Linked DNA regions of Mus musculus: region 1 is linked to region 2. A link is a contact called in public HiChIP or PLAC-seq data. All regions are on one chromosome and are shown on one strand. Each heading gives the region's core, a stretch centred on a gene start, on an enhancer-like site or on the middle of the called end of the contact. The rest is flanking DNA. Distances are from core to core; before and after follow the strand shown.

What was found. HiChIP or PLAC-seq counts read pairs in DNA pulled down with a chosen protein or histone mark.
Region 1: an H3K27ac HiChIP or PLAC-seq map of extraembryonic endoderm stem cells shows a contact between it and region 2, with 7 times the contacts expected there. The contact joins the promoter of Ptpn11 here to the promoter of Slc8b1 in region 2. A contact is called at or near these places in 1 of 39 promoter capture datasets (liver), 3 of 115 datasets of contacts at active chromatin or transcription factors (extraembryonic endoderm stem cells, microglia and pancreatic cancer cells) and 2 of 9 other capture datasets (adipose tissue and liver).

The regions. Positions count from the first base shown.
Region 1 is chr5:121,187,947-121,195,212 of GRCm38.p6, forward strand. It overlaps Ptpn11 (protein tyrosine phosphatase, non-receptor type 11), which reads right to left and starts at 3,451. Exons shown (of 16, transcript NM_001109992.1): 1 at 3,256-3,451. The coding sequence starts at 3,269.
Region 2 is chr5:120,509,401-120,516,860 of GRCm38.p6, forward strand. It overlaps Slc8b1 (solute carrier family 8 (sodium/lithium/calcium exchanger), member B1), which reads left to right and starts at 1,792. Exons shown (of 16, transcript NM_133221.2): 1 at 1,792-1,883; 2 at 3,720-3,932. The coding sequence starts at 3,777.

The sequences.
Region 1 (7,266 bases), core at 2,201-4,700, 680 kb after region 2:
CCTCCAGTCTGAGGACAGTTCAACATTCCACCCTCCACTCCAGCCAGCACTTGTATCTTAGAGGAACAGAAAGCGACTGAAGAGAGAAGACTGGCGAGGGCAGGCAGTGGTGTCAGCTGGGGGAGAGCAAGGTAAGGCACAGGACAGCTTGAACATCTAAGTCCACCGTCCTCTCAGCTAGATGGCCCGGGACCAGCCACTCAATTACTCCATGCTTTCCTTTCCCTCCCCACCTTCAAGGTTGGGAAGCCAACACGGTGATTATACCCACATGCTGGCTTCGGAATGCTCACAGAAACGTAGTCTGCAATACTGATCAAAATGAACCGTTTTCCGACTAGCGCTGGTACCGCTCAGGAAGATCTCTGTGCACTCAAGGACAGCTTGTTCTGCGTAGCAAGTTCTAGGCCAACCAGAATGGCAGGGTGAGACCCCGTCTAGCTTTACCATGACAATTAAGTAAAACAAGCATCAATATGGTGTCTGCCATCCAAGTGTCAGTTCCTATGATCACTTCCTCAAAATGACCTTCCCTGAATCCCCATCGGAACTCAAGAGTGTTCTCAGATCCTCAGGCCAGCACGATGGCTCCATGTTTAACTGTACTCCGCCTAACAACCTCAGTTCCAGAGATTCTCCCTAGAATGCAACTGTTTTCTGACTTACACACACACCACTGAGATCATGGAAAAAAACAAAAAAACAAAATATGCACCAGCTACAAACAGTGGCTGCTCTTGCAGAGGACCCAAGTTTCACTCCCAGCACTCATGGGAGGCAACTTAAAACCACCCGTAACTACAAGTCCAAGGGATCTGACACACTCCTCTGAACACTGCAGACACACACACACACACACAAATTAAACAAAAAAAAAATTTTCTTTAAAAAAAAAAAAAAGAACTAAGACCATTTGGAACTGACATGAAGATACAGAAATATCCATGGAAGAAAACCGAGTCAAGAAACAAACTCACAATAAGGACAAGTGTTCTTCAACAATGGGGCAGACTCTACCTGTGGAGAGGCTCCCCAGCAGTGTTGCTGGGACAATGGACGGCCACTCGGAATAGAAAGCAGGTACCCACACAATAATCAATCACCAGCCCCAGAGGGAATGAGGCAGGCACACGCTGCCTACGCCTACAAGATACCCATACAAGTAAAATCAGAATAAATCTTTATCAAACAAGGAAATCAGGACTCAAAGCTATGGACAAGCTGTATGCAGCTCTCTGGGAGTAAAACTGGAAAGTAAGCAGTGACAGCCCCTTTGCAAACAGGCTGCAAGTGCCTGCCCACAGTAGATCCAACCGTTCAGCTTGCAGAGAGCTACAGCAGAGAGGTGAGGCCACGCTGACGCCTCTGCAGCAGCAGTCACAGAACCATATGTGAGTGACAAACTCTAGAGACAGCCAAAGGTCCTCAGAAGAATAAGCAGCCCTACAATGGCATGCTGTTCAAACAGCAGCAGCGAGCAATGAACTCTCAGACAATCCGGAACAAGTCCGCTAAGCCGGGGTGTGGCAGCACGTGGTACCTAGTCTGACAGCCTGAGTTAAATCCCTGGAACCTGAATGGTAGAGAGAGAGAGCCAATGTCTACATGTTGTCTTCCGACCTACAAATGCCTACCATGACATGGGCCCACACACAATGAAGAAATACATGTTTAAAAAAAAAAAATGAGCTGATGAGATGGCTCAGTGGGTAGGAGCACCCGACTGCTCTTCCGACAGTCCGGAGTTCAAATCCCAGCAACCACATGGTGGCTCACAACCATCCATAATGAGATCTGACTCCCTCTTCTGGAGTGTCTGAAGACAGCTACAGTGTACTTACATATAATAAATAAATAAATAAATAAATCTTTAAAAAAAACTTTCAATAATAAAAATCAGGACTCTCCCCGCCCCCAACGCAAAAAAAAACAAACAAACAAAAAAAAAAAAAAAAACAAAAAACAAAAAAAAAAAACAGCTCATATTTGTGTAATGCCATTAATCTAAAATCCTAAGAAAGGTAGCAACAGAACCGTGGTCGGAGGGAAAGCAGAGGACTGGTAAGACCAAGCTGAGGGAAACCTCACCAGGAGTCGTGGATATGTTCATTATCTTGACTGCTGTAATGGTCTCAAGTATACGCATAAGTCAAGGTTTAATCAAACTGTCCGCCGAATCAGGTGCAACTTATCTCAATAAAAATGTTGGTTTTTTTGTTTTGTTTTGTTTTGTTTTTTGTTTTTGTTTTTCGAGACAGGGTTTCTCTATGTAGCCCTGGCTGTCCTGGAACTCGCTTTGTAGACCAGGCTGGCCTCGAACTCAGAAATCTGCCTGCCTCTGCCTCCCAAGTGCTGGGATTAAAGGCGTGCGCCACCACGTCGGGCTTAAAGCTGATTTTAAAACTAAACAAGTCCTTATAGTGTGATCCGGCCTGTAACCCCAGCGCTAAAGGGGTTGAGATAAAGGGGAAATGTACACTGGATGCTAACCTGGGCAACACAGTGAGAGACTTGCACCTCTTACCAGGTAACATGCCACAATGTACTTCATCCTGAAAACTCAATTTGGTCATGTTTAGGAAAGGGATTCCACCACCCACCTCGTACCACTGCGGTACGCGTTAAGCTGGCTTCTAGTAAGAGCAAAGTCAATGTCACTAATGGAGTCTCGTTACCCTGAAGTGGAAACTCACTCATTCGCCTCCAATCTAAGCTTCAAATCCTGTCCTGTGACGAGCACGTTATTCCCGAGCCTCAGTTTCCACATTCGTCAAACAGAGGGGACAATCCCACGGCCAGATACGGTTCCCTTTCCTCCCACCTTTCAAAGCAAAGATCACAGTGGGGAGGGAACACTCCCAGCCGCTGCAGAGAGCTTCAGTTTTCCCACTTCTGGCACTTGGGGGCGAGGGCGAAGACGCAAAAAGGGGGCACCTGAAAGGGTCCTGTGTGAAGGCCCCGCGGTGGCCCGGGCGCCTCCCCGAGCGCGCGGGGTTATTTCGGAATCCCCAGGAGGCGACGCTCATGAGGCAATGGGTCAGGAATGCGGCGGCCGGCCGGGGCCGCGGGTGTCCCCACGGGCATCCCGGGCCGCGGGAGCAGGAACTCGGGGCGGCAGGAAATGAATGGGGACCCGCGGGCGGGGCGGCGGGGAAGCCAAGCCGACGGGGAGTCCCCGGTGTGACCCCCGGCGGCCCGCGCAGTCCAGAGGCAGCGGGGACCCAGGCCGCGGCCCGGCCCCTGCGGGCGGCTCACCTCCGCGATGTCATGTTCCTCCCGTCTCCGGCTCCGCACGGACCCGCTGCTCGCTCAGGCTCCGCGGGGTACCGTCACATGGAGGGGGCCCGAGCGAGGCCCCGCTCCGGAGCCGACACGGGTGCGGGCAGAGCCGGCCGGCCGCGCGCGCACAACCCCCTGCCAGGCCTGGATCCCGGACACTGCGCGGCCGCCCCGCCGCCCGGCTCGCTCCGCCCTCGCCCGCGCCCCCGCCCCTGGCCGCCGGCGCCTGCGTGACGTCATCGCGCGCCGCCGCCACGGCCACTATCTGCTTCCGGTTTGCGGGGCCCTGAGCAGTGCTAGGGAGTTTGGTGTGGGATTCCTCCTCTGAATCGGTGCGGCTACACCCGTGAACGCCTGGACGATTCTTCTAAACGGGGACGTCGCACATAGGTGCGAGGACACAATACACAATATGCATCCAGGGCGGCTGCACACGGGAAAAGAAGCAAACAAATAAGGGAGGGGGAACACGAGTTCGATTCCCAACACCTACCTGTATGGGGCAGCCCACAACCTTCTGTAAATTTGGTTCTACCGGATCCGCCGTTCTCTTCTTGTGGCTCCTCGGGCACTGCACTCACGGGCACATATCCATACACATAATGTTTTATGATTTACTCCTTTTGCCCGGCAAGGTGGCGTACGCCTTTAATTCCAGCACTAGGTAGGCAATAGCAAGTGGATCACTGTGAAATCGAGGCCAGCCTGGTCTGTATAGTGAGTTCCAGGACATCTAAGTAGGGAGACCCTGTCAAAAAGAAATATATATTACTTTTTTTTTTTTTTTTTTTGGTTTTATGAGACGGTTTCTCTGTGTAGCCCTGGCTGTCCTGGAACTCACTCTGTAGACCAGGCTGGCCTCAAACTCAGAAATCTGCCTGCCTCTGCCTCCCGAGTGCTAGGATTAAAGGCATGCGCCACCACGCCCGGCTAGAAATATATATGTATATATATATATATTACTTTGTATTTTTTAATGTTTAGTGTATTAGTGGTTGCCTTGCATGTAAGTATGTGTGTAACTGCATGAGTGCCTAGAGCCCAAGATCTGAAAAGAACAACAGTTCCTGGAACTGGAGTTACAGGCAGTTGTAAGCTGTCATGTGGGTGCTGGAAACAAAACTTAAGACCTCTGAAAAAGCACTCAGTATTCTTAACTGCTGAGCCATCTCACCAGCCTCTCCCGTTGAATATTTTTTGTTTTGTTTGTTTATGAGAAAAGAGACAACCTATGTACCACGGCCATACTTTTACAACTTGAACTAAAATTAACACAAATGTTTTTTGCAGTTTCACCCATACCGGGATTAGCAATCCTAACAAGTGATCCTTTTTCTAAATTAAGAAATCTGACCTTTTCACTTCAAAGAAACACTTCATAACTTCTCCTTCCAAATGTCCAAATTGTTAGTACCAGTACGCTGCTACGGGGGTTGGGGAGGGGGACTTTGTTAGATGAATGTGGCTTTCTTGAACAGCTCCATCTTAATGAAGTGTAAAGTTATGAAACTGATGAACTAGAAGCTACATAGATGGATCAGCAGATAAGAGAGTTAGCTGCCCAAAAGTCAGGCAGTGGTAGTGCATGCCTTTAATCCCAGCACTTGGGAGGCAGAAGCAAGTGGATCTCTGAGTTCGAGGCCAGCCTGGTCTACAGAGTGAGTTCCAGGACAGTCAGGGCTATACAGAGAAACCCTGTCTCAGAGAGAGAGAGAGAGAGAGATTGAGAGAGAGAGAGAGAAATAGTTGCTCCTCAGAGGACTAGGTTTCAATTCCCAGCACCAACCTGGCTACTTATAACTAACTATCTTATCTCCAGCTCCAAAGGACCAGACACCCTCTTCTAGCCCAGTGAGCACCTGCATGCACCCACACACAGATTTTTTAAATTAAATTGGTGAACTATTTCTGAAACTTTCCAATTTCATGGCTTCAGACTGCAGTTGGCTGTGGATAACAGGGAAGGCAAAACTCTGGAAAGCAAAAGGAACTAACAACATGATCATTTTTTATTATTTTATTTTGTTTTTTCCAGCCAGAGTCTTACTATGTAGTTCTGGCTGGCCCTGGAACTCACTAAATAGACCAGGCTGGCCTCAAACTCAGAGGTCCACCTGCCTCTGCCTCCTGAGTGCTGGGATTAAAGGTGTTGGCTATCATGCCTGGCTATGACCATTTCTTTAATTTCATTTATTATTATTACTGGGAGGAGGGGCATGGAGCAAGTACATGCCTCAGAATGTGTGTGTGGAAGTCAGGGAACACCTTTAGAGTCAGTCCCAGGGATCTAACTCAGGTCAACAGTCCTGTACTGATAACACCTTGACCTATTGCGGTATCTTGTTGCCCTCATATGACCATTTTAAGTTTTAGATAGCATGGGCTTCACTGAAATGTCAGATGAACCCTTGTCTGTAAAAGACCAATATGCAGGGATAATTTAGAAGATATAAATTCAAAAAAAAAAAAAGAAAGAAAGAAAGAAAGAAAGAAAGAAAGAAAGAAAGAAAGAGGCTACTGCAAAGATCCTAAAGCAGGGGTCATCGCCTGTACTTGGAAAACTGTGAAAAGGTCTCTGTGTAACGTGGAAAGACAAGGAAGGAACACAAAGAGCTGAGCTTAGAAAAGGGGAGAGTCAGGCGCCGTAGCACACACCTTTAATCCCAGTACAGGCAGAGGCAGCTGGGTCTCTGAGTCCATAGGCCATTCTGGTCTATTGAGCAAGTTCCAGTACAGCTAGGGCTATATAGAGGGACTGTCACAAAGAAATGAAACAAACCAAAACAGGAAGAAGGGGAGGTAGAAATGAGACTGGAAAAGGAGGCAGAGAAAAAAGCCAGGCAGTGATGGCCCACACGCCTTTAATCCTAGCACTTGGGAGGCAGAGGCAGGCAGATCACTGTGAGATCGAGGCCAGCCTGGTCTACAGAGTGAGTTCCAGGACAGCCAGGGCTACACAGAGAAACCCTGTCTCGAGGAGAAAAAAAAAAAAAAAAGAAGAAGGCAGTGGCAAGAGGAGCTCTGTGAGTTTAAGGCCAGCTTAGTCTATCTACAAGGTGAGCTCTAGGCAGCCAGTACTACATAGAAAGACCCTGTCTTAAAAAGATAAATTAGACCTCTCCTCCACCTTCATCAGACTCCTGAACCATGCAGACAGGATCAAGTTGTCCTCTGAGAGGCTCCACCCAGCAGCTGACTCAGACAGATACAGACACCCATAGCCAAATAGTGGATGGAGCTTAGGGACTCTTATGGAAGAGTAGGAGGAAGGGAAGGATTGCTGGGCCTCAAAGGGGATAGGAACTCCACAAGAAGACCAACAGAATCAACTAACCTGGACCTTTGGGGATCTCAGAGTCTGAACACCAACTAAGGAACATGCATGGGCTGGACCTAGGCCTCCCTGCACATACATAGCAGATGTGCAGCATGGTCTTCATGTGGTCCCCAACAACTGGGGCAGGGACTGTCCCAAAAGTTGTTGCCTGTATGTGGAATATGTTCTTCTAGCAGGGCTATCTTGTCTGGCCTCAGTGGGAAAGGATGCACCTAGCCTTGAAGAGACTTGAAGTGCCAGGGCAGAGGGGGCCTCACCTGCTCAGAGGAGAAGAGAAGGGTGGGTAGGGGAAGGATTGTGAGATTGGGTACCTGGGAGTGGGGCAGAAAGTGGGATATAAAGTGAATAAGTAAAAAAATTGAATTAAAAAATATATATTGGTCTGCAGAGATGGCTCAGCTGTTAAGAACACGGACTGCTCTTCCGAAGGTCCTGAGTTCAAATCCCAGCAACCACATTTGATGCCCTCTTCTGGGGTGTCAGGAGAGGAGAGGGTAGTTGTGGACTTCTGTCCTGCAGGCTATCTGTAGCTTTGGCTTGTACTCAGGGAAATGGAGTTTCACCATGGAAGGTGAGAACTGGCTTCTGAAAATTGTCCACTGACTTCCACCTGGGTGCTGCTCAGTCTACACATCAGCAAGCACATATGT
Region 2 (7,460 bases), core at 542-3,041:
TCAGACATATATTAAGATGTTGGTGGATTAGATCTGTCACTTTGGGAATGGTTGTTACGCAGCAATAGCTAACTGATACATGTCGGAAATCTTCCCCTTCCAGGGGAGGAATTCAATACTGTCCCCCACCCCGTGCGCGCGTGCACGCACGCACGTGCCCCTGCTCTTTGTGACACGTGACACATTTGAAGCAGGTCCTGTGCACTCGAGAACTGTGGTGAGGATGGTGAGCCTTGGTGGTACATGCCTTTGGTGGTAAAGCACTAGGAGGCCGAGAGGACAGATCTGTGAGCTTGGTCTATATGGCTGGTTCTGGTTCTACTTAGTGAGATCCCATCTCAAAGCAAGCAAACAAAGACACAGAAAAGCATAGTGGTGCCGGCAACTGGGGTTCTGGCAGTTCTACCACTCAACTCTATTTTGATTTCATTTTCTTTACTTTACATCCTGACTGAAGTTTCCTCTTCCTCCCACCTGTTCAACTCTTACCATGACAGATGAAGTACTACTGATACAGTTTAACACAGTTTAATACTTTACACTGTGTGTGTGTGTACACGTACATGCGAGCACGTGTGTGTTCATGAACGTGTGTGCAGGCGTGCATATGTGCGTGTGTCTGTGTGCACACATGTGTGTGTGTGCATGTGTGTGTCTGTGTGTACATGCATGTGTGTGTGTGTGCGTGTGTGTGTGTGTGTCTGTGTCTGTGTGTGCACATACCATGGTACACATGTGGAAACCAGAGGACAACCTCCAGGAGTAAGATCTTCGTCACTGTTGGGTTCTAGGGATCAAGCTCAGGTCGTGGGGCTTAGCATCAGTGCCCACATCATTACCCACTGTGCCATCTCAGCAGCCCCGCTGGGCGTGCTCTTTAATTAATCATGGTCTGGGGACTAATCCTAAGGCTCTGAGAACACTCAGCAAGCACCCTGCCACTGAATTTCCCACCGCACCTAAGCCCCCCTTTTCACTTTGCATTCTGGGAAACGGCCTTACTAAATGCAGATGCTGCCCTTGAACTGGAACCTGGTCAGGCTTTTTGAATTTGTTTTTAATCCCCCCAGCCTCCTGAGAAAAGCTGAGGTTGCAGGGCTATACCACTGCCCATCTTGATGTTTGCTGTAGTCTTCTAGGTTGGGGTGCAGCTCGGTGGCTTAGTGTGTGCTGGAGAGGGGAATGCTGACAAATGTCAGATCCAGGCATTTCAGGCTCTACAACCAGACTGCTTGCAGGCAGCAGGAGACCGTTTAAATCATCACCACCACCATCATTATCACCATCACCTTTATTACCGTCATACTGAGAAAATGTCTTGCTGGGATGCTCAGACTGGCCTTAATATCACAATCCTCCTGCCTCTGCCTCTGAAAGGCCAGAACTATGGGCATACACCACCACCATGCCACGTTTCCCCTTACTTTACTATAGCTCTCACCCTTCCATACCACCCTCAGTAACAGAAACTCTAAGCTTCCCCCAACTCCCCCCCCCCCCCCCGCTCCCCTTAGACTTCTCTCGGGCCTCCTGAAGTCTATAACCCACGTGCTTTCAATATAGCATCTACCTGAAAGCAGAAGTGACAGGCTGGGGACAGAAAGCAGGTGGAGAATGGGGAAGACAACAGGGAACAGCTCACAACCCCCACCCTCGGCTGGGAGGCTGTGTCTTTAAGAGCTGGGGCGGGGCGAGCCTTAAAGGGCGTGTCTTGGGCGGGGACAGAGAGGCTCGGGCGTGGCCCGACTGGCAAGTAGGCGGAGTGGAGGTTGTGGGGGCGTGGCCAGGCTGCTCCGGGCCAGGACTCTAGGGGCGGAAGGTTGTGGCGCTGGCCATCCGGCTAGAGGAAGACTCCGAGGTCGCGGATCCAGGCCCCGCCCGAGGTAAGAGGAGCTTCGCAGCCTGTGCACTCGTCGCTCCAACTTCAGCTTCTCAAATCCGCTTTCAGCTGGGACCCCAAAATCAGAAAGTGCTTCCCGATTCCCAACCCCATCCCTCGCCGTCAAGTCTGCCCACTTCACCAACGCCGCAGCACACAGGTGTCCGCATTGCCGGAGGCGCTTCATGCGAGCTTATTTGGAAATGAGTAGAAGAAACTGGAGTGGAGGTGACTTGAGGACGCGGTGTCTGGCTGTCCCTTGGGTCAGCGCTAGAGTCCATTTCACAGATGCGGACCCAGAGGCCATAAGCCCAGCCCCCCCTCCCCTCAGGCTGCCCACCCAGAAAATGCAGAGAGGGAACTGAAGGGTTCTGTGTTTTTCCACTCCACGCCCGTGCCAAGTGGAGTAGCTAGAAAGCGGAGGGGAGAGACTCGTTTTCTGTCAACAGGTGAGGAAGTGGCTGTATTCCCTTCTTCCTCTGGGGTCCTATCTTGTCCTTTGCCCTCTTCCCCCCCCCCCCCGGGGGTGGCGATTTAGAAATGCTTGTGTAAAGAATCACACCCCCTCAAATAAAGCTCAGATGGCCTTTGGCTCCCTGCTTGCAGAAAATAAAATGCACAAAACACTTGGGGCAGCCTGCCTAAGACTCGGAGCCAGTTTTCTGCTTGGACAGAAAAATAAAGCTCTTTCCCCCTGGCTGGAGGAAGTGGGTTATTCATATTGCAGCCCCACCCGCCGATTCGGCTGGTCCCAGTTTAGGCGCCTTTGAGCAACTCACTTCCCTCCTGGCCTCGATTTCTCCATCCAAGGACGGTTGGCTTTCTGGTTTTCTCCCTTGCCACATGACTCTGGGGACAGCCTGGTGAACACTCAGAGAGGGCAATGTGGTGTGGCACTTGAGCTGACAGTGAAAACCGAGAGTGAGGTTGCTTCCCAGTGCCTCAGTTTCCCCATGGAAGGATACCACAGCAGGTTGTGAGGTGTGATATACCGTCTTTGATCACAACCAAGTCCACCTCAGATGTGTGCTTTTAAGGCTGGGACCCAGGGGCTGGTGCACATCTGACATCTCAGCCACCCAAGAGGCTGAGGCAAAAGAAATATGTGCTCAAGGTCAGCCTAGCAGATAGAGGAGACCCTGCCAGTGGTGGCACACGCCTTTAATCCCAGCACTCGGGAAGCAGAGGCAGGCGGATTTCTGAGTTCAAGGCCAGTCTGCTCTACGGAGTGAGTTCCAGGACAGCCTGGGCTACACAGAGAAACCCTGTCTCGAAAAACAAAACAAAACAAAAAGTAGGAATAGGGTAGAAGGGGGTCGTGCTTCAAATTTATAATCCCGACACTTCCAAACTAGAAGCAAGAGGATGGTCACTAGCTCAAGGGCAGCCTGGGCTACCTCATGAATTCCCAGGCTAGCCTGACTCAACAAACAACTAAAAATCACTGGGATTATAGCCCAGTGGTAGAGTGCTTGCCTAGCATATATAAGTCGCTGGGGTCCATCTTTGATGTCCCACCCAAAAAAGGAGAAAAAAAAAATTCCGAAAGTCTGAGTTCCTAGTTCTTGCAAGTGAATATTTCTCATACAGTCTGGCTCGTTCCCTAAGCTTCTTGCAGACCTGATGTCCGGGTGAGGGGCAGATCTCGGAGTCACCTATGGGTTGTGGGTGTGGTGCTCCAGAACAGGAAGCACGTGATGCAGGCCCAGGAGGGCTACGGAATGGAATGGGGTTTCTAAATGGGTGGATAGGGACTTGGCTTAGCTGGGAAAGGTCTCTGGGCCCCTCCTCCTGAGGCCATGCATATGCTAAAATCCCCTCCTCTTACCCTACCCTGCAGGCACTAGAGCAGCCAGCCCGTGAGCAGAGAGGGCTCTGGTCAGGCCTCAAGGGGCCCATGGCAAGCAGATGGCTGGCTCTGCTCTGGGCTCCTGTCTTCCTCTGTGTGGCTCTGATACTGGAGACGGCGTCTGGGACCGGAGACCCATCCACAAAAGCCCATGGACACATCCAGTTTTCAGCTGGAAGTGTCAACCAGACTGCCATGGCGGATGTGAGTACCTGGTCGGGGCAGGAAGGCGAGTCGGGTTGGGGGCGTGTCTGTTGTAGTCCCAGCTAATCATTACAACCCTGGGATCTACAGGAATCCTCAGATAAAGTTAGAGATTTCAGAGAACTGTGAGCTGTGTGGCCAGTAACAGTGTGTGGGGAGGCTGTGCGTTTCCGCAGTGGTCGGTGGTCTGTGACAAACTTATTCTGTGAACCAGTCATCTTGGAGCCAGGCTTTAAAGGAAAGGAGGAAAGCCTCTTTGACGGGACAGACATGTGGGGGAAAGGCTAGGAACAAGTGCAAAGGCCTGGTGGCAGGTTCTAGCTTAGTGTGTTCCCGAACAGCGAGGAGGCTGGAAGGGCTGATCAGTATGTATAAGGTTTAACCGGGTGGGTGGAAAGGTGATGTTGGCCTGATTATAAAAGGCTTTGTGGGGCTGGTGAGATGGCTCAGCGGGTAAGAGCACTGACTGCTCTTCCTAAAGGTCCTGAGTTCAAATCCTAGCCACCACATGGTGACTCACAACCACCCGTAATGAGATCTAGTGTGTCTGAAGTCAGCTACAGTGTACTTATGTATAATAATAAATAAATCTTTTTTTTTTAAGATAAAAAGGCTTTGTGGACTGAGGCTGGAGGGTGAGAGTCGGGAGCCAGAGGAGGGTGTGGAGCAGAGGGATGGTTGTCAGGCTGGTTCAAACTCACAACATAGTGGAGAGTAACTCTGAACTGATCCTCCAGCCTTCGGCTCCTGAGAGCTAGGATCCCAGGCGTGTGTCACCATGCCTGGCTGCTTTATGTAGAACCATGGGTAGAATTATGCAGGGCCTCAAGCATGCTAGGCATGTAATCCTACCCACTGAGTTGTGCCCTGACACCTGTGTTTTCCATGTCAGAAATCACAGGCTCAAGCGCCGCCTACACCAAGTTTACAAGGCAGGGGTATCTCCACCCCACCCTATGAGAAGGCCATTGGGCAATTAAGCCGGTTTTACAGATGGGTGGGCGGTTTGCGGTTACTGGCTTATAAACTTGGTTGCTACTGTTCTGATTCTGCGGGTCAAGGATGTGAAGTTGGCTGTGAGTGAAGTGGCCCCATGAGTCCCTGGTGACAAACCAAATCTTCCTCTTTAGGGCATCGGCCTCCAGGGCAAGCTCCATCAACACATCCAGTGCCAGACATTTGACCCTGTGCCTGGAGCCTGAGGGCCACCACCCTCAGTGTATGCTGTTGTGCAACCTCTGCCCTTGTTTTGTTTTGTTCTATTCTGTTCTGTTCTGTTCTTACTCCCACTGTAGCCCAGGCTACCCAGGGTGGCCTAAACTCAAGAGTTCAATGTTTACTGTTTAAGCTTCCTGAGTGCTTGGGTTACAGACATGAGCTGCCATGCTGGTAGCTGGTGTGTGTGTGTGTGTGTGTGTGTGTGTGTGTGTGTGTGTGTATGTGTGTGTTTTAGACAGGATCTCAATCTGTAGACAGACTAGCCTGGAACTTTGCCTCCTGAGTACTGGGAGGGACTAAGTTGTTTGTGCCACCATGCCTGGCAGGGTGCCTGATGTTTACTGAGCCCCTACAGTGTGCAAGAATTGGACAGAGAACTTATGGAGCTATGTCCCCTGTGGCTTCCACTGCTCTGGAAACGGGCCAAGAAATGAACCGGAGAATAACATAAAGTGAAAAAGAACGGAGTTAAAAGAATGTGGGTGTGGTCCGAGATGAGGGAAGGCCAGCTGCTTCACCTCAAGCCATCTGGGCCATCTGGGAAGGGCTCTGGGAGGCTGGCTTTTCATTTTCTTTTCTCCTTGGGTTTTGGAGACAGGGTTTTCCTGTGTACCCTTGGCTGTCCTGGGATTCTCCCTGTACACCAAACTCGAACTCTGGGATCAGTTTGCCTCTGCCTCCTGAGTGCTGGATCAGAGGCGTGCTGTGATGTTTTCATTGAGGCCTGGGGCAGGGGCAAGGTGGTGTTTTTCACCAACTGAGGGAGGTCCCCGTTACAGTACCTTCTATTTTTATCTTTACACTTATCTGTGTGCATGCATCTATGTGTGTGTGTGTGTGTGTGTGTGCACGTGTGCATGTATGCATGCATGCTACAGCAGGCTTGTGGAGGCCAGAGTTCAATGTACAAGAGTCACTTCTCTCTTATCATGTGGGTTCAGGGGATTAGGTACCCCCTGGTGGATGCAGGAGGAGTGGGGATTGCTGCAAGCTCAAAACCACGCAGCTCCTGCTTGTGGTGATGCACACCCTTAATCCCAGCACTTGGAACCCGGAGGCTGGAGAGTCAGGAATTTAAGGCCAGCTTGGGCTACATGAGACCCTGCCTCAACACAAGTAACAAAAAAGTTGGCAAATGCACGGGTTACCTCTGGTTCTGAGACTTGGCCAGGTGTGGGTGGGGCTCAGTCCTGAGACCCCCGTGGTCTCCAGGAGTTGCACTGAGCTGGATCCCGGTCCTTCCTCCGTTTCCCTTATGGTCTCTCTCATATTGCCTTCCTCGGTTCTGACCATCCTTCCACTCTCTCGGGAGGATCTCGGGGCCACCAGCTAATCCCAGAGAACACTTATCCTCAGGCCCTCACCTTAATCATGACCACGGTAATCAGCACACAGGTCCAGAGCTTGGGGCTTGAGCACTATACTATTTGAACCACTATTTCCATAAGCATACCTAGAGAGTGTGGTCAGGTAGCTGTGGATATGTGCGTCTGTCTGTCCATCTGTCTATCTAGCTTTGTCTATATGCAGGTCTGACTGTGTATCTGTCTGTGTCTATTCAGGTGCCTGCGCTGGCACTTTAGGGACATCTCAGCACGCACTTTCGGGCTTTCCTGGCTGCTGCTGACAGAGAGTAAGGGTTTGAAGGTTCCTGCCTTCCTAGTTGATTGGTCGGCCTCTTCCTGGGATCAAGAGGGCTCTGACAGCCTCAATCCCCATTGGACGGCAGAGGGAGGGCACAGGAGGACACATGGACAAATGACACCGAGGTGACAGTGACCAGAGCACTTTGAGGAAACCAGAGTTCAGAGACAGCTGACAGAGATCACACAGCTGGACACTCAGGGGCTCCTGACCGCCCAGCTTTTGCCGTCCTTCATGATAGCCCCCCTGGAGAGAGGGAGACTGTGGTCCTAGGCCACATCCCGGTTTGCCACTTGCCTGGCTCTGTGGGTTCTGAGGGACAGGAGGTTGTTTTTGCTTTAGAACTTGGATGTCTTTCAGAAGGGCATGTGACTTCCCAGAAGGCCAAGCAGCCCTGTGTGTTTAGCATTTCTGCAATGTGTGTGGTTCCCCACGCATGGAACTGACTGCCCGTGCCTGACCCCTGAGTCCTTTGAGTTCTCCTGGGCTGACGTGGAGCCTCAGAGAAGAGGGTGGCAGGGTTGTGGGGAGGTGGACGGGTCCCCTAGGCCAGACCCAGAGCACTGCCGCCCTGGTCCTGTGCTACTGAAGGGGTGCAGGTTGGGAGAGGGCTGAGCCTGGTGGGGAGGAAGAGCCGGAGGGATATCCAGCTCAGACAGGGGCTGG